Linked DNA regions of Anas platyrhynchos: region 1 is linked to region 2. Evidence: chromatin contacts called from public Hi-C data. All regions are on one chromosome and are shown on one strand. The core of a region is the stretch at or near the end of the contact, and the rest is flanking DNA. Distances in the headings are between cores, read along the strand shown. Region 1 overlaps COMMD7 (COMM domain containing 7). Region 2 overlaps NOL4L (nucleolar protein 4 like).

Region 1 (3,636 bases), core at 889-3,388, 40 kb before region 2:
TGCCACAGAGCCCTGAAAAGCAGTCAGAGCAGCATGACAGAAGAAGAAAGTAAACAATTCCAAAGTGGCAGTTGCTGTTAGGAGAATCCTCACCCTGCACGGTCCAGCTAGCATAAAGAAACAGCTGCTGAGAGTCAGTGTCTAATCCTGCCTAGCTTAGGTGAACGTGAGTTGCTCTGCAGTAGCACCAGAATGGCTTTTCCAATGTTGCGTGTGTAACCTGAAATCTAAGACTTTATGCCTCTTTTTTTTTTTTCTGCAGAGTTAACTTTGCCCCAGTTCTACAGTTTTCTGCATGAAATGGAACGGGTCAAAACCAGCCTGGAGAGTTTCAGCTGAAACTACGTGGGTCTGAACTGACATCTGTCCAGGATGTTTAATTTCTCCTTGTGGGCTGCAGATCTGTTCTTTCCCAGCTGACTGTAACAGCGGGATAAGGGAAGACAAGACCGTGTGACAATCAGTAGTGTCACGGCCCACAGAGACCCATCAGTCCTTCAGAACCTGGATCTTTGGAAAGTGTTTTGAAGCAATTACAAGACCACCCATATCTTTTTTTTTTTCTTAAAACTATTACAAGAAATTATTGGCAGAAATATGTGGATATTTGTACTAAAGTAGCAAAGAAATAAATCCGTTTGCATCCTGCACCATTTGTATCAGAATTTAATTTGTTGAGAAAGAGAGAAACGGAAGCAAAAACCATTATCTATCTTGTACGATTTAAGCAGAGAGGACAGGGAAGTAAGGAGAGCATCTAACCTAGTGAATCACTTAATGCTCACTTCCAAGACTCTCATTTCTCTATTATCAAAAAATTGATATGAAGTGATATGAAGTGAAGAGCCTAAACGGCAGTGCAGGGATGGACACCAGCAAGGTGCTCTTGGTTCCTGGCCTGCCTCTGAAGTAATTCCCCATCCTGTGGCATCCTGCAGGCCTGCTCTGAAAGAAGCAGCACTGCGGCTCCCTGGGCGTGCGCTTGCTCCCCATTTGCTCCACGCACAGGAAGGCAGTTTCTTCCCAAAGGAATCACAAAGCTTCCAGCAGCTCCCAGGTCCACACGGAGCTTCTCAGCTTGCAGAAAAGCTGACAATTTTCCCCATTGCATTTCATGCAGTCCTGCATGAGCGACTAGAGCTGGTAACAAGGACAGGATGAATCGCATGCATGGAAAACAGAACAGGGAATCCTGCTGGCAAACCCAGGGACAGTATCTGCATATTTATTTTCCCATCTATCAGGCCATTCACAAGCATCTTAAGCTTAATAACGTGATTAAGGCGATTTAAAAAACAAAAAAGAAAAAGAATCTTTGACAATGTCCTGCAAAATATTCCATCTCATTTTGGGTGGCAGGAAAAGCTATTTCAGGGAGGGAGAAAGCCTCCGAAGGGCTGCTTTCTGAAGACAAAAGGATTTTTTTTTTTCCTTTACATTTTCTGCTGCCCATTTCTTTTGTTTCTCCTCACCCTCCCGGTGCCGAGGCGGCATCGCTTGACCCTATCCCGTCAGGGCAGGAGGTGGCTCACAGCGGTGCCGGGGCAGATGCCAGGCCCAGCCGTGGGTCAGGAACCCGCCGCCCCCTCCCCATTTGGGATTAAGCTCCTCGGGGCTGACGCACACCGCGGCCTGCTGACCCCAAGCGCAGGGGTCGCCTCCATGCTGCTCCGCAATCCCCACGGGCATCTCTGATCGGCGGCATTACAGAGCTGCCGCCGCGCCACCGGGACGCGGCCTGACCTCCACGCTGCTGCCCGTGGCCCCCCGGCCCCCCGGCCGCCCCCTTTCATCCCGCGCACTTGGCTGTGCATGAGCGGAGCTGGCAGCCCCGGCGGGGAGGGACGGGGCTCGGCGCGGGGCGATGCTGGCCTTGTGCCCCCATGGTGGCTCCTGAAGCCTGTGCTGGAGTTTTGGGGCAGCGAGCGCAGCCCCGAGCAGCAGCAGGGCACGGGGAGGGCTGAGTGGGGACGGTGCCAGGAGCAGGGGCTGCTGCGGTGCCCGTTCCTGGGGGTTTCCTGGCAGGCAGGGGGGCCTCCCGTGGCGCCCGGTCCCTTCCGGCTGCCCGTCAAGCCCAGCCAGCCGAGGGCTAATCTCCACAGGGCAGCGGGTGCGGGGGAAGCAGGGGCCTCTTGCAGCGCAGGGTGAAGCCGACTGTATTTCTGCAGCGGTTTGCCTCCCCCGGGGCTTTCTCGGCCCATTTCCTCCAGTGCAGCCTCACCGCAGCCCCCCCCGCTCCTGCCCAGACCCCGCGGTGGGGGCTGCAGAGGGGTAGGGGCAGCTCTGCGTGGCTGCAGCCTCAAGGCAGCCACCCCCGCACGCTCAGACACCATCACAGCCCTGCTTGATGTGGTGGGGGGCACCCCACTGCACCCCAGGAGGTCTCTCCTGAAGCTGGGGGGCACAACGCAGCGCCCTGTGCTCCCGCCTGCCCCTCCAGCCTCCCACAAAGCCACGGAGGGGGGACAGAGGCTGCACCCACAGAGTCTGCCCCCCCCCCCCAGATTCAATGCGGCTGCCGTGGCCGATAGCGATGATGGAGGGGGCCAAGAAGCTTTAGGACATGGCACCCTCTCCCCTCATGGAGACGCCGCTGCCATTTCCCTCACATGTGAAGGAGCCCCCCAAGGCCCAAGAACAAAAGCCCCGGCGGCCCCCACCGCCCTCCCCCTGCCCAGGGCAGACTCAGGCTCCGCTTCCGCTCCTGGCTGCAGCCGGCAGGGAGGAAGGAACCGGGCGCTGCGGCTCCGCCTGACCTTGAGCAGGGCACACAGGCAGTGGCCGAGCTCCCGCGGGAGCCCCCCGCTTTCCCAGGGCTCGGGGCAGCCGCCGCAGGCTGGGCTCTTCTGAGAAGCCGGTCTTTATCCACGGCCAGGCTTTCCTGTTTGCAAAATAGGGCAGCTCGAGCTGGGGCTGGCCAGCGGCTGGGAAGGGGCTGCGGTAGGCGAGGATTTTGGAGGTTAGACCACAGACAAGCTGGGGAGGAGAAAGTCGGTCCTCAGAGCAGCCCGGAGCCCAGCTCAGCACCAGGCCAAACCCTCACTGAGGCCGTAGGGAAGTGCAGGGCCTGATGCAGCAGAGCAGCAGCCCAGCAGGCAAGGAGGGATCGCCCCCACCGTGCCTTCAGTCCTGCACCGAGCACCGTGGCAGCAGCCAGCCCTGCCCCTCCGCACCCCACGCCTCCCCATCCCCAATTTCTCCAGGTTTTGGGGCCATGCAGCATCCCGGTCTGGGGACCCAGCCCAGCAAAAACTCACGCTGCAAAATGCAGCTCCCAAACCCGCTTTGTTTCCCTGGGTACAGAAGCCCCAAGCACACCCCTGGGAGGGGCAGCAGGAGAGGCCCTGGGGCAGTGCCACCACCCTGGGGACAGGGACCCACTGGGATGCATGGGGCTCCTCATGGCCAAAGTCCCAGGGCAGAGCCCCTCAGTGCCTGCCCCCCCGGCGTGAGCTACATCCACTGAGCACCGTCCCCTCCTGCAGCCAGGGTCTCCAGCGCAAGGAGCTGGAACCAGACCAGACGCAACCAGAAAACACAAATACCTATGGAGAAATGCCAAGAGCTTTTCCTAGAAAGCGTTTGCTGTGGAAGAGACGGTGGCGGGGCCCAGCAGACCTCGCTGGAAGGAGACAG
Region 2 (3,594 bases), core at 726-3,225:
GCCCCCTCCAACCACATTAGCCCCGGGCCCATCTCGTCACCCCTGTCACCCACCGCTGACACTAACTCGACTTGCCTGCACTGTTGTAGGGGGCAGATGGACTGTCGGAGCCCGAGGGCATCTCTCTGAAACGCGTGGCTGTGGTGGAAGATTTCTTTGACATCATATACTCCATGCATGTGGAGAGCTCGTCGGAGCCGGGCAAAGCACCCAAACATGCCGGGCAGAAGAAAACCTACCGAGCGGTGAGACCCCTCTTGGTGCACCCGGTGGCGAGGGGATGGGTGCGCAGGGCAGCGGGATGCGCTGCCAGCGGGACGGGACGACCGGAGGGGGAGGCTGCAGGCTGGAGGCGATGGAGGCCGCTTGCCTGTGCGAGGAGGCGTGAGAAAAGAGTTGGTTAAAGGCACAGCAGCTGCGCTCAGGAGACGGGAAGCGGGGCTGCAGCAGCAGCACAACAGTACGGCTGCTTGGAGAGGAAAGACCGAATGAATCATACAAAGGCAACTGTACATGTCTGGGGAAAAAAAAAAAAAAAGGAAAAAAAAAAAGAAAAAGAGAAATGCTCAGCATCGCTGATGTGTGAGGGGATGTTTACCCTGTCCCCCGCGCTCTGCTCTGTGCCATCTGCCTCCCCTGTGCCAGCCTCTCCCCAGGGAAATGTCAGGGCTGGGCCTCGAAGGGCAGCAGCAGCCAGGAGAGGGGACTGGGGCACAGCCAGAGCCCGGCCCCGCTCTGCACCACGCCGGGGGCTTTGGCCTCAGCAGCCCAGGGCTCGGCTCCCTCCTCTGGAAAATGGAGGCTGTTCCCGAGCTGGGTCTCCTCAGGTGCTCCCCGGCTGCTGAGAAGCAGATCTATCCATCCTGAAGCCACTCTAGTTAGGTCAGGAATAATTTAGCTTGAAGTGTGCTTCTCCAGGGAGCTCCCTCTTTCTCCTGACTCTGCACAGCCCTTCGATGCAAATATTTGGGCTCTCCTGTTAAAAGAAGAGCTGAATTTACTGTCCAAATCCGAGCTGCTCTCCTGAATCCCACAGCCCCAAGGACCGAGTCGCCTGGAGACAGAAGTGGCTGGCAGCAGCTGGCATTTCTGGTGCCCGCAGCAGCTCAGAGAGCTCTGCACAGGCCACCCCACTCTCTGCAATGATGCCTGGGGTTGTGCAGGGCTTGCTGTAGGGCCGGAGCCCTCACGGGGCTGGGGGCTGTCCGTGTGCATCCCACACCATGGGATGGTGCAGCCCTGCCCTGCGTCCCCACTGCTGGCACTGCAGCGTGCGTGCCCTCCTGCCCTATGGACCACAACAGCCCTTCCCTAATTCCTTCAGTTCATCTCCCAGAAGGACGAGGCTCCCCCTGCAGCACCGTGCATCCCTCTGGGCACGGGGCTGCAGCTCTGGCCGGTTGGCTCGGGGAGCTCGGCTGCCCCCAGCTGCCTCCCCCTCTCCCCAGCATTTCTGATTAGAGAGGCACTGGAGAGTTTGCCCTTGTCCCTGACCTCCAGAGGGAGGCAATCAGAAAGGGAGTTTGGATGGGAGATAACTCATCAGGGAAGCTGTCTGCTCTGCAGAGCATCAAATCAGCTGAGAAATAACAACTGGACCACTAAAATTAGCTGAACATTTGCAGCAGGAGCTGAGGGGCTGCTAGAGCAAAAGCGACAGGGACACCGGGCTCGGTCCCGCAGGCGAGGCGGAGGGACAGCTCTCTGCATACGCCGCGGTTCCACATTTGCCAGCAGCAATTTTCAGGCCCTTGAACGTCAGCGTTTCCGTGGGAGCTCCTGGTGCTGGAGCAGGGATAAATTATCGCGCAGAGGCAGGGGCTGAGCCGGGCATCTAGGCAGCCAGAGCAGAGCTAGGTGGGGCTGTGCCTAAATAGAAGGAGAATCCCATGAGGACCAGGCACTGCATCCTCCATTTGAATCGCCGGGACGAGGAGGTCCCTGCCTGAACTTTCTACCCATCTGGCATTAGCATGCATGTAAAACACTGGGCTCTGCTGCCGCTCAGTGGAGATGGATGTCTCTCCCTCCCACCGCAGCACCAGGTCCCATTGCTGCTTCGCCATCACCACGCAACCCCCCTGCCCCAGCAGGCTTCCTCCATAATGTATTTGCCATTTATTTAGGAAGACTTAAACGTCACCCCTTCCCGTAGGATTAAAAAAAAAAAAAGCTTGGAAATCCTGCACCTTTGATTTTGTTAATGAAATGAGGTGGGAGGCTGAAGCCCCTGGCTGGAGGGGGCTGTGGGGGTCCGGGCTGCCCTGCCCCGCTGCCGTGGCTCCCCGGGTGTCTGGTTGCAGCCCCGCTTCCCGTGTGAGCCCCGCTTCTGCTGGGCTCGCCGCCCCGAGGAGGGGCCCGAACAATTGAATTTCTGTCTGCTTTATGACCCCACTTGTAAGTGCTGTGACCCCTGCTGGGGTCATGGCCCTGGTTTGGGAACCGCTGCACTGGGACAAGGCGCTTAGACCAAACAGGATGGGTGATTAGCTGGAGGAACCAACCCCAACGTGAGAGGTGGACTCTCCACCCTCTTAATGTCTCCCAATTAAGACCAGATGTCTTCCTGGAAGATGTTTTAGGCTGCTGGGCTGCAGGAGAACCTGGGTGAAGCTCCCTGCCTGGTGCTATACAGAAGGTCGGACTCCGTGGTCTCTTAACGGCCTTGAAGAAATCTTTACATTAAAATTGAAATTGCCTCCTCTTTTCTCCAAATAACCCAAACGTGGTCTTTAGAAACACTGTAAGATTGCTGCTGGCAGGGACTAATTGGAACAGCAGGGGCCCACAACATCCAGGTGCCTACTGTGGGTGCTGAGGTCTGGATATAGGGTTTTAACTTCAGGTATCCGAGTTTAAAAAATTTACCCTTAGCTCTTCCTCATCCGTAAAATACACATTTCCCACAAAGGTTCAGGGGATTTAATTCATTGCTATTTGTAAAAATGTTTTCAATTCCCTAGATAAAATATGTCACAAAAGTGCAAAGTATTATTAACAGTAATTGATTGTCATTGTGGGAAAAAGTGACCTGCCCTTACAAAAGATTAATGGATTCTTCAGGTTACTGGTGCGATGGTAATTAACAATGCAAACAGAGCTGGAGAGGCCTTACTTTCTCATTTGATTCATTCGTAGCTTCCTTCTTCTCAGATTCCAAGGAGGAGCAGAGAGGAGTTTTGGGGCGGGGGGGCTGAACCTGGCCCTTTTTGCTCGGCTGCCCTCCAAAGCGTGTTTGCAGGACGGGTGCTGCATGGGGCAGGGCAGGGCTGGGAGCAGCACCCCGTTGCTGCCCCATACCCCAGCTCGCTGGGCTGTGCAGGGTGAGGGGGGACGGTGCTGGACGTACCCTGGTCCTCGGGCTCTCAGGCAGGCCATGCAGCCCTCTCTTTGTTTCTCCAGATTGCAGAGACCTACGCCTTTCTCCCAAGAGAAGCTGTGACCAGGTTCCTGATGAGCTGCACCGAGTGCCAGAAGAGGATGCATTTCAACTCCAACGGACTGGAGCCCAAAGGTAAAGGCAATGGGATGGCACTAGCAGAGCGGGCAGCATCCCAAACCAGACATCACCAGAGAGCTGTCGGTGGCTGCCCC

The links. Hi-C and Micro-C count contacts between places; a contact is called where the count stands out from the background.
Region 1: a Hi-C map of liver shows a contact between it and region 2, with 3 times the contacts expected there. The contact joins two enhancer-like sites. A contact is called at or near these places in 4 of 8 Hi-C or Micro-C datasets (liver, skeletal muscle, small yellow follicle and 1 more).

Annotation. Positions count from the first base shown.
Region 1 is chr21:17,845,248-17,848,883 of IASCAAS_PekinDuck_T2T, reverse strand. It overlaps COMMD7 (COMM domain containing 7), which reads left to right. Exons shown (of 9, transcript XM_038166407.2): 9 at 263-570. The coding sequence ends at 339. Among named protein-coding and RNA genes, the nearest start is that of COMMD7, 7.3 kb to the left of the region's middle. Within about 2 kb of position 2,138, at least 4 of the 8 cell types and tissues checked have an H3K27ac peak or open chromatin away from gene starts, as enhancers often do.
Region 2 is chr21:17,805,517-17,809,110 of IASCAAS_PekinDuck_T2T, reverse strand. It overlaps NOL4L (nucleolar protein 4 like), which reads left to right. Exons shown (of 11, transcript XM_027472754.3): 2 at 90-245; 3 at 3,403-3,514. Among named protein-coding and RNA genes, the nearest start is that of NOL4L, 18 kb to the left of the region's middle. Within about 2 kb of position 1,975, at least 1 of the 8 cell types and tissues checked has an H3K27ac peak or open chromatin away from gene starts, as enhancers often do.